Regions from separate parts of the Mus musculus genome. Here region 1 is linked to region 2. A link is a contact called in public promoter capture Hi-C data. All regions are on one chromosome and are shown on one strand. The core of a region is the stretch at or near the end of the contact, and the rest is flanking DNA. Distances in the headings are between cores, read along the strand shown.

Evidence for each region. Capture Hi-C pulls out chosen DNA fragments and counts their contacts.
Region 1: a promoter capture Hi-C map of adipose tissue shows a contact between it and region 2. The contact joins two enhancer-like sites. A contact is called at or near these places in 3 of 39 promoter capture datasets (cancer-associated fibroblasts, embryonic stem cells and neural stem cells), 5 of 15 datasets of contacts at CTCF or cohesin (CD8 T cells, the NIH/3T3 cell line, embryonic stem cells and 1 more), 80 of 484 Hi-C or Micro-C datasets (the AML12 cell line, B cells, the C2C12 cell line and 52 more), 35 of 115 datasets of contacts at active chromatin or transcription factors (CD4 T cells, CD8 T cells, the HPC-7 cell line and 24 more) and 4 of 9 other capture datasets (adipose tissue, embryonic stem cells, liver and 1 more).

Annotation. Positions count from the first base shown.
Region 1 is chr11:75,149,604-75,156,250 of GRCm38.p6, reverse strand. It overlaps Smg6 (Smg-6 homolog, nonsense mediated mRNA decay factor (C. elegans)), which reads right to left. Exons shown (of 19, transcript NM_001002764.2): 16 at 1-90. Among named protein-coding and RNA genes, the nearest start is that of Hic1, 17 kb to the left of the region's middle. Within about 2 kb of position 1,845, at least 107 of the 459 cell types and tissues checked have an H3K27ac peak or open chromatin away from gene starts, as enhancers often do. A contact at or near this core is called in B cells, CD8 T cells, the MNK3 cell line and 10 more, where this site is marked.
Region 2 is chr11:74,955,479-74,961,846 of GRCm38.p6, reverse strand. The region is part of intron 8 of Smg6 (Smg-6 homolog, nonsense mediated mRNA decay factor (C. elegans)); the gene reads right to left. Among named protein-coding and RNA genes, the nearest start is that of Srr, 33 kb to the right of the region's middle. Within about 2 kb of position 1,691, at least 73 of the 459 cell types and tissues checked have an H3K27ac peak or open chromatin away from gene starts, as enhancers often do. A contact at or near this core is called in B cells, CD8 T cells, the MNK3 cell line and 10 more, where this site is marked.

The sequences.
Region 1 (6,647 bases), core at 596-3,095, 190 kb before region 2:
GTCAATGAAGCCGTTGGTATCTGGTACGAGGAACAAGGGTCTGATCTCCAGCTCCATCTGCCTCATCTGACTCTGGTCTTCCAAAACAGCCTACAGGGACACAGAATATGAGGGAGCAAGAGAGTGAGCAGGCGGATGAGCCAGGCCCCTGACTCAACAGTGTGTAAGCATCCTGCCCCCACACATCTCTTCCCCCTCCAGAGGCACAGCCACCCCTTAGGCCTGAGGGACAGACCTTCAGGCTGAGCTAAGCAGTATAATCAAAATCCACACAGACCAAATGGCCCAGGCCTGAAGTCTCACTAAATGCTAGCTGTCAGTGAGAAAGGAGACTGATGATATTAAAAACATGTTTCTGAGAGGATCATAAAGGTAAGAAGGGAGGAAGTAACTAGGCCAGGAAAGGAGAGTCACATATTACAGGCAGCACTTACAGGGTAGTTCTCAATCCGAACACTTGAATACTCAGATCAGAGTCCTCCCTCCCCCTCCCTCCTTTCCTCCTTATCCCTGTCTAAAATGAGACAGGGTCTCATAAGCTGGCCCAGACTCATACTTGGTTCTATGCAGTACTGAGTATCAAATCCAGGGCTTCAGTACGTTAGCACTCTACCTACAACCCTAGAATTTGTGATTCCAACTCACTTCATTGTGCATTTCAACCATCCACCTACTCCAATCCTAATGAAATTAACATAAAATCTGAATTTTAAAAGTATATACACATGGCAGAGTGTTGGAATTAAAGTTCCAACACTCAGAAAGAGGAAACACTCATTTCTGTGAGTTCCAGACTAGCCAGAACTACATAGTGAGATCCTGTCTTTAAAAAAAGAAGAACTGACAAGATTCGACTCCTACAAATATACATGTGCACACATACAATGTAAAAAACATTTTTAAAAACTGGGTATTAGCAGAATGCTACTTATCATTTTCTACAGCAGAAATCCATAAAGAAGGAAGTTATGGCCCAGCCCACAGAGAACAACAATCAGATCATAGCTATACCACCTGTCCTTGCTTTGCACAGCATTTCCTAAATGTAGTTATGGCTGTCCTGGAACTTGATATGTACATAGGCTGGCCTTGAACTCACAGAGATTTGCCTGCCACTACCTTCTGCTGAGATTAAAGGCATACCACCCCCAGCTTTTTTGCTCTACTTTTAACTCTTTACCACAAGAACTCTGAACAAGTAACACTGTCCTACCTTCATTTTCCCTTTGGCATCAGGGCTTTTTGTCTTAGGCTCTTCAGGAAAGTCCTCTAGGATACTAAGGATTTCATAATTGTGCTGTATCCCAGTACAAACTGAAGTGCCATAATGAAAATTTAAAGCACTCCACCTCATATTATTCAACAGTTACCCCAATTACCACCAGCAGGCCTGTGTACCAACCTCTGTCAGCCCCAGAAGCCCACAAGCCAGGGACTATCTGTGTTATAGGCTTTTCCATTTCTGTGGAATTCTGTGAACATTTGCAGCACCCAGTGTCTTCTGGTCTGGCAATCTTACATGGGTAGCAGTGACCTGATGGGACAGGTTTAGGGTATATCTGTCTCTACAGAGTATATTTATTATTGTGCTATTTCCTCTGAGGATCATAGCCAGAAAGCAAATTGACTGGCTGAAATTTATCTGCTCTGGCAGACTATGTAGGGAGCTAGCCGGTACCAAGGGGAATCCAGAAAAGCAGGTGGGTCAGTCTCAGTCCCCTCACTCCCTCTTATGGTCTTCTGAAACATAGCAACCACAAGGAGACAGACCCAGAAACAGTACAGAGGAAGTGTATGTGCGTGCCAACTGAGATGGGGCCCACGGTGCTGGGCCTGGCCACCAACAGTTAGCAAGAAGGTTGCTTAGGCTTCACTAGGGTGACAGTAAAACTGAAAGGGCATGCCTTCAAAGGATGGGGGTGGCTTCTCGGTGACCTACCAGAGACCTTTCCCTATGAGTAAGTTGTTGCTGCCACTGCCACCACAGTTGGTGAAGACACAGGCCACGGGACAGTGGCAGCATGAGAAGTTTTGGCCAAGAGGCCCTGTCTGCTGAAACCCTCCAACTGTTCTCACCTCACAAGGGGAAAGTGTCAGCCACCTTCCCAGGGGCTTTCGGTCACTGTCATTCCCAGAGCACTGGCAAAAGGACAGTAACACACATTCTACTAATCTTGGTGGGGGCATTGAGAAGAACAGGAAAATGTCCTGCTCAGGTCCAGCAGATACTCTGCTGCCCTTTATGCCAAGAAGTAGCTCCCCTCCCCCAGGCTTCTGTCCTCCATACAAATCGACCAGAATGCTCTTTCTGAAGCCCTGTTCAAATATGTTTTTTGTTGTTGTTGTTGTTGTTGTTGTTTTTGTGGGAGAGAGGACATAATAAGTTCTGCCACATGACTGGTGGATGACAGGAGACATGAGCACCTATAGTGACAGGAACCATAGTCTTAATTAAGGAAGCACCACCTCTCTCTCTCTTACATCTGTTTTCCTACTTGGAGAAATGACATGCAGTCCTGGTTAGACTTCCATTAAGAATGCTGATAACTGTCGTTTTTCACCTTGGATGAACAATGGGTTCCTAAGACCAGGCTCATGCCACCTTATATGCTAGTGGTAAGTCAGACAGCCAAGGCAGGCTGGGGAGCAGCATGGCGTTTGAAGACAGGATAGATGTAAAACCTAGAGTAAGGTTTGGGGAAGCTTGATTTCCTTGGGTACCTAGAGCTATGGTCTGTGGCCAGAAAGGTGAACTGGCCATAGCCTCTCAAAGAGGTAGCAGATGGTTCCCTGGGAATGGGACAGGGCCAAGCTGCGTGTGGTGGTCAGAGCTGGGCTGCCCTCATCCGGTCTCAGGGACGCCTGCAGACAACTTCCCCTAACCTGGCTCTGCCCAGTGAGTCACCACACAACTGCTTCCTGTTCCCCACATGCCCTCATGGAGTCTCAGGAGATTAGACAAAGTTGCTCTCTCTTCTTTTGGGGTGCCAGTGGGCTTAGCAGGTAAGGGGATTAATACCTGGGTCACAAGATTAGTTCAGTACCAATAAAAACAATGACAGATCAAGAAGAGCTTAGGAGTCAGGCTTTCTGTGATGGGTGTCTGTGTTTCCGGCCCTTTCTGAGTGGCGCTGTGTGTGTTTAGCATTTGCCCTCCCAACTTTTCCAGATTTTACCCGTCAGATTCCTGGCAGCTGTGCACGGCGCCTGTGCCGGCCGTCACGTCCCATTCTGATCTCTGGGTCGCACGGTGAGAGAAGGACACAGGATGCGCAGGGAGTGAAAAAGTGATGTAGATGGGGAGAGTGCCAAGTCCCCACTCACAGCCATGGGACGCTCAGGGAGAAGGGGAAGCATGCTGCTGTGGAGTTCAGAGGCCGGTAGTGTCATTTATTTTTGTTTGTACGAGTAAAAAGCTGCAGAAGCCTCTGGTGGGAGTGAGGGGGGGAACTGGAATGCTAAGATTCAGACAGATCAGCCCTGGCCTGGACTCAAATGTACTGACCCGGAAGGAGAGTTCCACAGGAGCCCTCCACTGTAGCTCAGCCTGGGCCACCCTGGGAAAGTGTAGGCACTCCTAGGGCAGAGAGGTGGGAGGTGGGACACAGTCCTAGGGCAGAGTGGTGTGAGGTGAGCACCAGGGGCTCATGATCATCCTCGGCAAGACCTTGTCTCAAGAAAACAAAACCACGGGGCCTAGCAAACACAGAAGTGGATGCTCACAGTCAGCTATTGGATGGGTCACACGGCCCCTAATGGAGGAGCTAGAGAAATTACCCAAGGAGCTAAAGGGAACTGCAACCCTATAGGTGGAACAACAATATGAACTAACCAGTACCCGGGAGCTCTTGTCTTTAGCTGCATATGTATCAAAAGATGGCCTAGTCGGCCATCACTGCAAAGAGAGGCCCATTGGAGTTGCAAACTTTATATGCCCCAGTACAGGGGAACGCCAGGGCCAAAAAGGGGGAGTGGGTGGGTAGGGGATTGGGGGGGTGGGTATGGGGAACCTTTGGGATAGCATTGAAAATGTAAACGAGGAAAATAACTAATAAAAAAAAAAAAAGAAAACAAAACCAAACCCCAAAATAAGCAAACACACGAGCAAGCACAAAAAAGACTTAAAAATAAAGAAAAAGAGTAGATACTCCAAATCAGACTTGCAGCAATGAGGACCATCAAGTGTGCAAGAGAGAAATAACTCCAGTTTAGGAAAAGTGCTAAGTGTCCAGTTATCTCTGAGCAACAGGAGCAAACTGACAGACAACTGGGAAAGAGACATGGTATGCAGTAGCTGAGGTAGCTGATGGGTTGTGTCTCTAGGAAGGTTCTTTTACAAGTTAAAGGGGATGATTTTACAATGCCAACCCACTGAAAACAGAGACACAAAATTACACAGACAAAAATGCAATGCAATTGGCTGACACAGATGGTGCACAGCAGATCATGAAACAGGGCCACCACACCAAGTAGAGGCTTTAAATCTTTCTTCTGCTTAGAAGACCCATACACAGTGTGGTTGCTTCCTCCCTTCAAAGGGGATGGACTCACCCAGGGTCTGTATTCCTTATTATTCTGGAGACAGTAATATCATTACCACAAATGAGAGGTTTTATAACATGGCAAACTTTCACAATCACCTTGCATGTCACAGAGTACCTAACTTTGTGCCTGACACAAATTAGTAATGACAATGACAATTTCTACTCTCTCTTGTACAACTCTCTCTTACATTCTGTGCATCTAAGTAGGCATCACAGACATCAGGAACGAGAAATAGGAAGAAGGAGGGGCAGGAATATTTACTGCTTTTTAAGAACTTATTTTTTTATTATTTATTATTTATGTGTATACATGTGTGTGCACATGTGTGTAGGTACCTACGGGGGCCACAGGTTTTGGGGCTGCTGGCGGTTGTGAGCCTATGGTTGCTGGAACTGAACATGGATACTCTGGAAGTACAGTTATATGATCTTAACTGCTGAGCCATCTCTTTAGTCCCAGGAGTATTAATTTTTATTGTGAGACTAACAGTAGCTGGGCACAGATCTATGCAATCTTAACTTACCTGGGAGACTCAGTCAAGAGGATCACTTGAATTCATCTGAGTTTGAGGCCAGACTGGACAGCAGATTGGAACTCTCATTTTTGGTGCACATGTTAGATATGTGAGTTTAGGGATACATGTGCCCAAGCATTCATATACAAAGGCTACAGCAAGACATCCAGGTATCTTTCTCCATGGTTTTCCACTTTGTCAGATACAGGGTCTCTCTAAAGTGGAAACCTGGTGTTTCAGGAAGGCTAGCTGGCTAGAGGACTTCCAGGGTCCACCTGATCTGCCCTTCCCCTCAGGCTAGGGTTACAGGCATTCTGTAGACATGTTCTGCTTTTTATGTGGATGCTGGGAACTCTGACTCAGTATGCTTGAGGAGTGAGTGCTGTACCCAGTGAGGAGCTCCCCAGGCCCAACCAACCTTGTCTTTTAAGAGAAAAATGATATTTCTCATTTTCATTAGTTTTTAATTTTTTTGTTTTGTTCTTTTTGATACAGGACTTTTTTGTGTAGCCTTGGGTGTCCTGGAACTCCCTCTATATACCAGGCTGGCCTGAAATTCAAGATATTCATCTACTTCTGCCTCCCAAATGCTGGGATTAAAAGCCTGTAGTCACCACCACCACACGGCTTGAGCAATACTTTAAAAAAAAAAAAAGAATTTATTTATTTTACATATATGAATGTTCTACCTCCATGCCAGAAGAGGGCATCAGAACTCATTACAGATGATTGTAATCCACCATGTGGTTGCTGGGAATTGAACTCAGGACCTCTGGAAGAACCTATGGTGCTATTAACTGCTGAGTCATCTCTCCAGTCCCTTAAGCAGGTCTCTTAATTGCTGAACAATCTTTATTTATTTTTTGATAGGGCTTCATTATATTGCTCAGGTTTGCCTCATCCATATGATCTCTCACCTCAGCTCCCTGAGTAGTAGGAATTATAAGCACACAACTGTGCCTGACAGTACTACCTATTTCTCAAAACTACCTGACTTGTAAATGAAAGAAAAGGGAGAAGACAAAAGGTAAGAGCAGCAAGATGGTCACTGCAGGAACCAAGGGAGCAGACAGAGCGTGGGCTGCTGAGAGCTTCCCCTGAGAAGGTCTTGAGAGAACCTTTTCTGGATGTCCAAAGGCATCACAGTAATGAGCAGATGCTAAGCCAGGTGTGGTACATGCTCACAATCCAGCACTTGGAACGGGAAAGAGTATATGAGGACTGTCTTGAGCTTGAGGCTAGTCTGTCTCAGAAAACAAAAACACAAGAAACCAAAGAGAAAAGAGAAGCACATTTGCTTTAAAAAAATTACAATGACTTTTGCTTGCACCCTCCCCAATGACAGGATCTCTGCAAGATGTAGTGGCCCACATCTTTAACCCCAGCACTCAAGTGCAGAAACAGGCTATGCAAACCCAAGGTCAGCCTGGACTATACAGCAAGTTCTAGCCTACACAAGGCTACATACTGAGACCCCATTTACAAACAAACAAACAAACAGTTCCTCTCTTGCTTAGGCTGGTTGTGAAATCTTGAATTCAAGTTATTTTCCCACTTGAGCCTCAGAATAGCTGGGATTACAGGCACA
Region 2 (6,368 bases), core at 442-2,941:
GTTATGAACAACTTCGATAAAATAATATACATAATATAATGTGTATTTCTTTGTTGAAACAGGGTCTCATCGTGTATACTTGGATGGCCTGGAACTTGATACAAAGACCAGGCTGGCCTTGAACTCATAAAGATCTGCCTGCTTCTGCCTCTGTATTGGCAAAATTAAAGGCATGTGTGACCATGATCTGTCAATAATATATATAATAACTGGTTTCACACTTAAGACTACTGGCTATTGACAACCTAGGTTTAGATCCTATCATCCACTTGGTGGCTCACACGAGTGTGTAATTCCAGTTCCAGACACTCTGATGCCCTATTCTGGCCATTCAAACAAAATGCCCATACACATAAAATTCATTTAAAAATATTTAATGGGACTAGAGAAATGGCTCAGATGTTAAGACCCAAATTTGGTTCCCAGCACCCATATTTGGCAGTTAATAACTTCCTACACCTCCAGTTCCAGGATCGTTGATACCTCTTGGCCTCGCCAGCATCTGGACTCATCGTGTGTGTGTGTGTGTGTGTGTGTGTGTGTGTGTGTGTACATATATGTATATATATACATATATATATATATATATATATATATATCCATACCCATATATGCACAACTACAAATAATTTTTTTAAATCTCTAAAAATACTTTTTAAATAACAAAAGTTTAAATACCTAAGAATTGGGGCTGGGAAGACAGGTTAGCAGACAAAGGCTTGCCCTAAGCCTGACAACCTGAGTTCAATCCCTGGGACCCACGTGACAAAAAGAGAGACCAACTCCCAGAAGATGTTCTTGGACCTCCATAGGCACGCGAGCACACACACACACGAAATGGAAAAATAAAAAAGTAATTTAAATTAAGACCCCAAAATTTAAAAATGTGTTTGATTTGTAACCAAATTGTTCTCTGATTACTTTCTCTTCCTCTGAACATTTTAGCTGCTTCATGTTTTCTTCTGAATGCTTTTTTTTTCTTTTATTCTTTTTTTTTTTTTTTTTGGTTTTCGAGACAGGGTTTCTCTATGTAGCCCTGGCTGTCCTGGAACTCACTCTGTAGACCAGGCTGGCCTCGAACTTAGAAATCCGCCTGCCTCTGCCTCCCGAGTGCTGGGATTAAAGGCGTGCGTACCACCCGGCCTGAATGCTAACTTTTAAGCACATTACTGGAAAAGCGCACCACCTCACTCCTTCCTCCTTCAGGATGTATTGTTTATACTTGTTCTGTATGTTACTCAAGTGACTTCTCTTTACAATTACTGTCATTACTATTTCTAAAATGTCTAAATTAAACCAAAGCTTGGAAATTCTGACTGGTATCTGGGTCCGACTTTCCGGATGGTAACTGAAGGTCATGTGGGGTGGAAAGTGGCCTGTGGGTAACAGAACACACACATGCACGCGAACAGGATATGTTGGTAATCTGGCTTCCTGAGACCTAGTAAGTTGTGAGAGTTCTCACCATTACCCTTGGAGAAGATGAAAAAACTAAAGTTGGAAAATGCTGGATTTTTAAAATGTCCCCTCTTAGCATTCTATCTAGTGGTGTCTGGGAAGGGGCACATTTGCCTCCTACACCATTTTACTTGTCTAAAAGTACAAAACAAGCGAATGAACGGAAGCTTCTTCATAGCGTGGAAGCTGGTGTTTGTGGCACAGCTTATGTCACGTCTCAAGCCCAGAAACACGAAGAGTGTGGTTTTGGTGTTTAACCAGCCTCTACTGCACCCTGGCACTGTTTCTTCCCCAGAGAACTTTAGAGGAAAAAAACCAACCTCCTATCTTAAAACCAAAGGCCAGGATAAAAATAAAGCCCTGAAGTGGTTTGGTGACCGAGGTCATAAGGGCTGCCACAGGTCTGAAGGTAGGGCCAGTATGCTCTGAGAAACTTCACTGCAGTCAACCACAGAAACAAAGACCTCAGCCCCACAGTCCAACAGTCTAGGAGGCTGCCTTTAGGCCTGATTTGTTAGGAGCTGCTCCACACAAAGCAGTTTATATCCTTTGAAAACCTCCAATCCTGCTTATAACTTTAACAGCAGTCTAGCTGAACTGTTCCTAGAGCCTATGAAAAGCAGAGCCAACCTGCAGCCTTGTCCTATAGGAAGGAGGCTGCCATGAACTCTCGCAGGCTTATTGCCTAATCTCCACTCATGAAGCAACTTTAAAACTTGATTCTGAGGTGAAGGAGTAGAACATGAGGTTCACACTACAAACTAGAAAAGTGAAATGGGAACTGACATGAAATCAACTCACGGCAACCCTGATGAAAATAAAACAAAACAAACAAAAGGACCAAAGCCAACCAAACATGCAATCCTTACACCCAGGAAACCAACAATTCGTCTTTCTCTACCAGGATCACATAATTACAGAGCAACAAAGAAACTGGGTTATCAGACATGAAACATCTGCTTACTAGCAAACCCAGAGATGAAATTTTTCTCTAACATTCTACACTGTCCAGAGGAAATGAGGGTAAACACTGGTTCTGCTCCTTCATCCTGACAGGAGTTCTGAAACTGCAAACTTAATTTACCATGATCTATGCCCAACAACTAGAATGCACTCCAAAATGTACCATATGACCTGATGTACCATATGACCAGGCTTCAAACCTAAGGCTCTGACCTATAGTTGTCCTGGGTGGCTGGGAGGGGGAGGGCAATGCCTGTGTGCCACCCACACAGCAGCTTTCTTTAACATTATGGCAGTGGCAGCAGCGGCAGCAGCAGTTTAGCACACAACTGTACAAGGGACACTGAAAAGTGAGAGAAATGATGGGTCTGAAGAAAAAATGTCATCTGTATAATTTTTTAAAAATTTAAAAACAAGAAAATTCAGCCAGGCATGGTGGCCCACACCTTTAATCCCAGCATTTGGGAGGCAGAGGATTTCTGAGTTCGAGGCCAGCCTGGTCTACAGAGTGAGTTCCAGGACGGCCAGGGCTACACAGAGAAACCCTGTCTCAAAAAACAAAAAAGAGAAAGAAAGAAAGAAAGAAAGAAAGAAAGAAAGAAAGAAAGAAAGAAAGAAAGAAAGAGAGAAAGAGAGAAAGAAAGAAAGAAAATAAATTCAGAACTCTGTACTATGGCTGGTTCTTTAAAAAGCACAAAACATCCAAGCCAGATCCGCAAATTTTCAAGCAAAAACTATTACTTTCAAACCTTGGGAAGTGACATTATCATTACTGCCATGTTTCAGATGAGGAGGCTGAAGTTCAGCCAGTTATGGACTGGGCCTCAGACCTCAGAGATAACAGCTAATAAAATTAGGACTTAAAATCAGAGATTTTCAAAGCCCAGACTCTTAAATAACCTCTATATTACCTGACTTTGACATGTAAGATACTAAAGAAAATTAATCAAAGTTACTAAAAAACCAGGCTCTTGAGAGATACACTTGATTTGAAAGAAATTATTCACAGAAAGCTCTCCCAAGTTTAGTGATAACAAGAGGAGGAGAAAGGAAGGTGACTAAAAATTGTATATGTATATATAATATATTACCTACTTACTTATTTTAATAAATATGGAACTGTGGCTACTGGGAGAGTTCTTTGGGACTGTGGCTGGTGGTCTATTCACCAATAGATAGCTCACAGCTATGCACCTATGGGTAGTACTAATTAGACTCAATAAAATTAAAAAAAGAAGACATGAAATTGGGGGGAGATATAAAGGGAGAACCCTGGGAGGAACCCTGGGACTTGGAGAAAGAGAATAGAGGGAGAATATAGTCAAAATATGTTGCACACATGAATGAAATTCTGAAAGACTTAAAAGCCACAATATTAAAATTATATTATGAAATTCATGAAATTGGTATATTTGCACAGGCATCATGCTAATCTCAGCATCACTCCAATTTTAGTCTATGTACTACAGAAGCCATACATTTTGATTAAGATATTTTAAGAGATTAAGGCAGCTGGGTCAGCTCAGCAATAAAGCACATGGTTAGGAGACAAGGCCTCTGACTCGCAACTGGTTTGGACTAAGCATCAAAAGCAAACAAATGGAGGTCAGAACTCTGTAGGAGTCTAAAGAGGTCTCCTCTCCACTTAGAACCCAGCTTCCAAACCAAAGCCAGAGTCATGCAGAACAGGCCTCAAATTAATCCATGTCATACTAATTATAATACTATGTTAGTTCAAGATGCTTCCTCATGAGATAGGCAAATAAAACTCAACTGTTTTCTATCAATATGCAAGGCAAGCATTTTAATTTTACGTTGAGTGAGATTTTACGCTATGTACATACTCCAGCTTACCTCACACTAAGAAGAATCCTCCTAAACAGTTGGATTACAGCTATGAATCACAGTACATAACCTTCTATGACAACTGACCTCTTATATGGCTGACCTTGCCTGGACTTATGCTTTCCTATTGTGTGGCTGGAGAAGTTTCTCTTCCATGACAGGAAGGATGCTCTTCCCCCGGAACATTAACTGTGGCACTTTATACTTCTGCTTGATAAAGCTGGAAAAAAGTGATAACTGGGCCAATCTAAGGAAATGGGAATACCAGTTTCCCAATCAGACTGTTAACATTTAGGCATGGGGGACTGGAGATTTGGTTCAAAGTTAAAAGAGCTTGCTTGATCTACCAGAGGACATGGGTTCAATTACTAGTACCCATGTTAGGCAGCTCACAACTTCCTGTAACTCCAGCTCCAGGGGATCCAACATCCTCTTTTGGCCTAGACAGGCACCTATATTCATGTACACATAGGAACAACAGAGACAGATACATAACTTAAAATAACTTTTAAAAATAATGGTTCTCTCCCAGCAATGGTAGCTTTTAATCCCAGCAATTAGAAGGCAGGGGCAGACAGATCTTTATGAGTTTCAAGGCCAGTCTAGTCTATAGGATGAGTTCCAGGACCGCTGGGGATCCAAAGAGAAACCCTGTCTCCAAAAACAAAACAAACAAATAAGCAAGTAAACAAATAAATAAAAATAATGGTTCCCTCTGGGTGGTTAAAATTTATGATCCACGCTGGGCAGGGCAGTGGTGGTGCACACCTTTAATCCCAGCACTCAGGAGGCAGAGGTAGGCCGATTTCTGAGTTCGAGGCCAGCCTGGTCTACAAAGTAAGTTCCAGGACAGCCAACAGGGCTACACAGAGAAACCCTGTCTCGGAAAAAAAAAAAAAATTATCATCCACAACATTCATTTACTGACTTGGTTTGGGAGTTTGGGGGGGGGGGGTTGTTTTGTGAAAGAGGCATCACACTGTAACCAGGCTGACCTCAACACTGCAGTGACCTTACTGTTGCCTGAGCCTCCTGAGTTTACAAGGATTAGAGATGGGAGCCACCAGGCCTGGCTCATAACCTTAAAAAAATTTAAAACAACAACAAAAATCTTAATGAGGGGGAAAAAAGCTTTGTCCTAATAATTCCAAGCTATTGGCAACTTTCTTGAACAATTGGCAGAAAAAGATACAAGTTATGTTTAAATTCAGAAAACTTTTGTCAGGCTAGCTGTGGTGTGCTCTCCTTTAATCCCAACTTTGTGGAAGAGCAGAACACACTATGTGTGTTCAGCCTGGTTTACATAGGATGTTGTTCTAAGCCTGTCAGAGCAATAGAGACCCTGTCTCAAACCAAACCAAACCAGACCAGACCAGATCAGACCAGACCTGTCCAGACCAGAAAACTTTGTGTAAGAGTGGCCCTTATGGGCTGGAGAGATGGTTCAGTGGTTAAGAGCACTGACTGCTCTTCCAGAGGACCTGGGTTCAATTCCCAGCAACTACACAGTGGCTCACAACTATATGTAATGGGATCTGATACCCTCTTCTGATGTGTCTGAAGACAGCAACAGTGGGAAAAAAAAAAGAAAAAAAGAATGGCCCTTCACTGTCATCAACCATTAAACTGCGATAAAGAAGACTCTAGCCGGGCGTGGTGGTGCACGCCTTTAATCCCAGCCCTTGGGAGGCAGAGGCAGGCGGATTTCTGAGTTCGAGGCCAGCCTGGTCTACAGAGTGAGTTCCAGGACAGCCAGGGCTACACAGAGAAACCCTGTCTCGAAAAACCAAAAAAAAAAAAAAAAAAAAAAAAAAGACTCAGACTGCATCCAACCCATGAAATTTAATGAATGACATGCAAATTTCATGGGATCAACAATGCGGACATGACAAGTAAACAACAAACTTGAGAAACATTTCCAGAATCCAGAAATATTAGGGGAGACCAGCTATGATGGTTGGTCCTGTCACTTGATCCTGTAGATCACTAATGTACATTTCTGGGTGGCACATGGGCACACAGAGGATTAGCTAAGGAGGAGAAATTGCCCTGAGAGTAGACAGCACTGTTAGACAGATAAATGAGAGAGGAAGAGGAAGCCA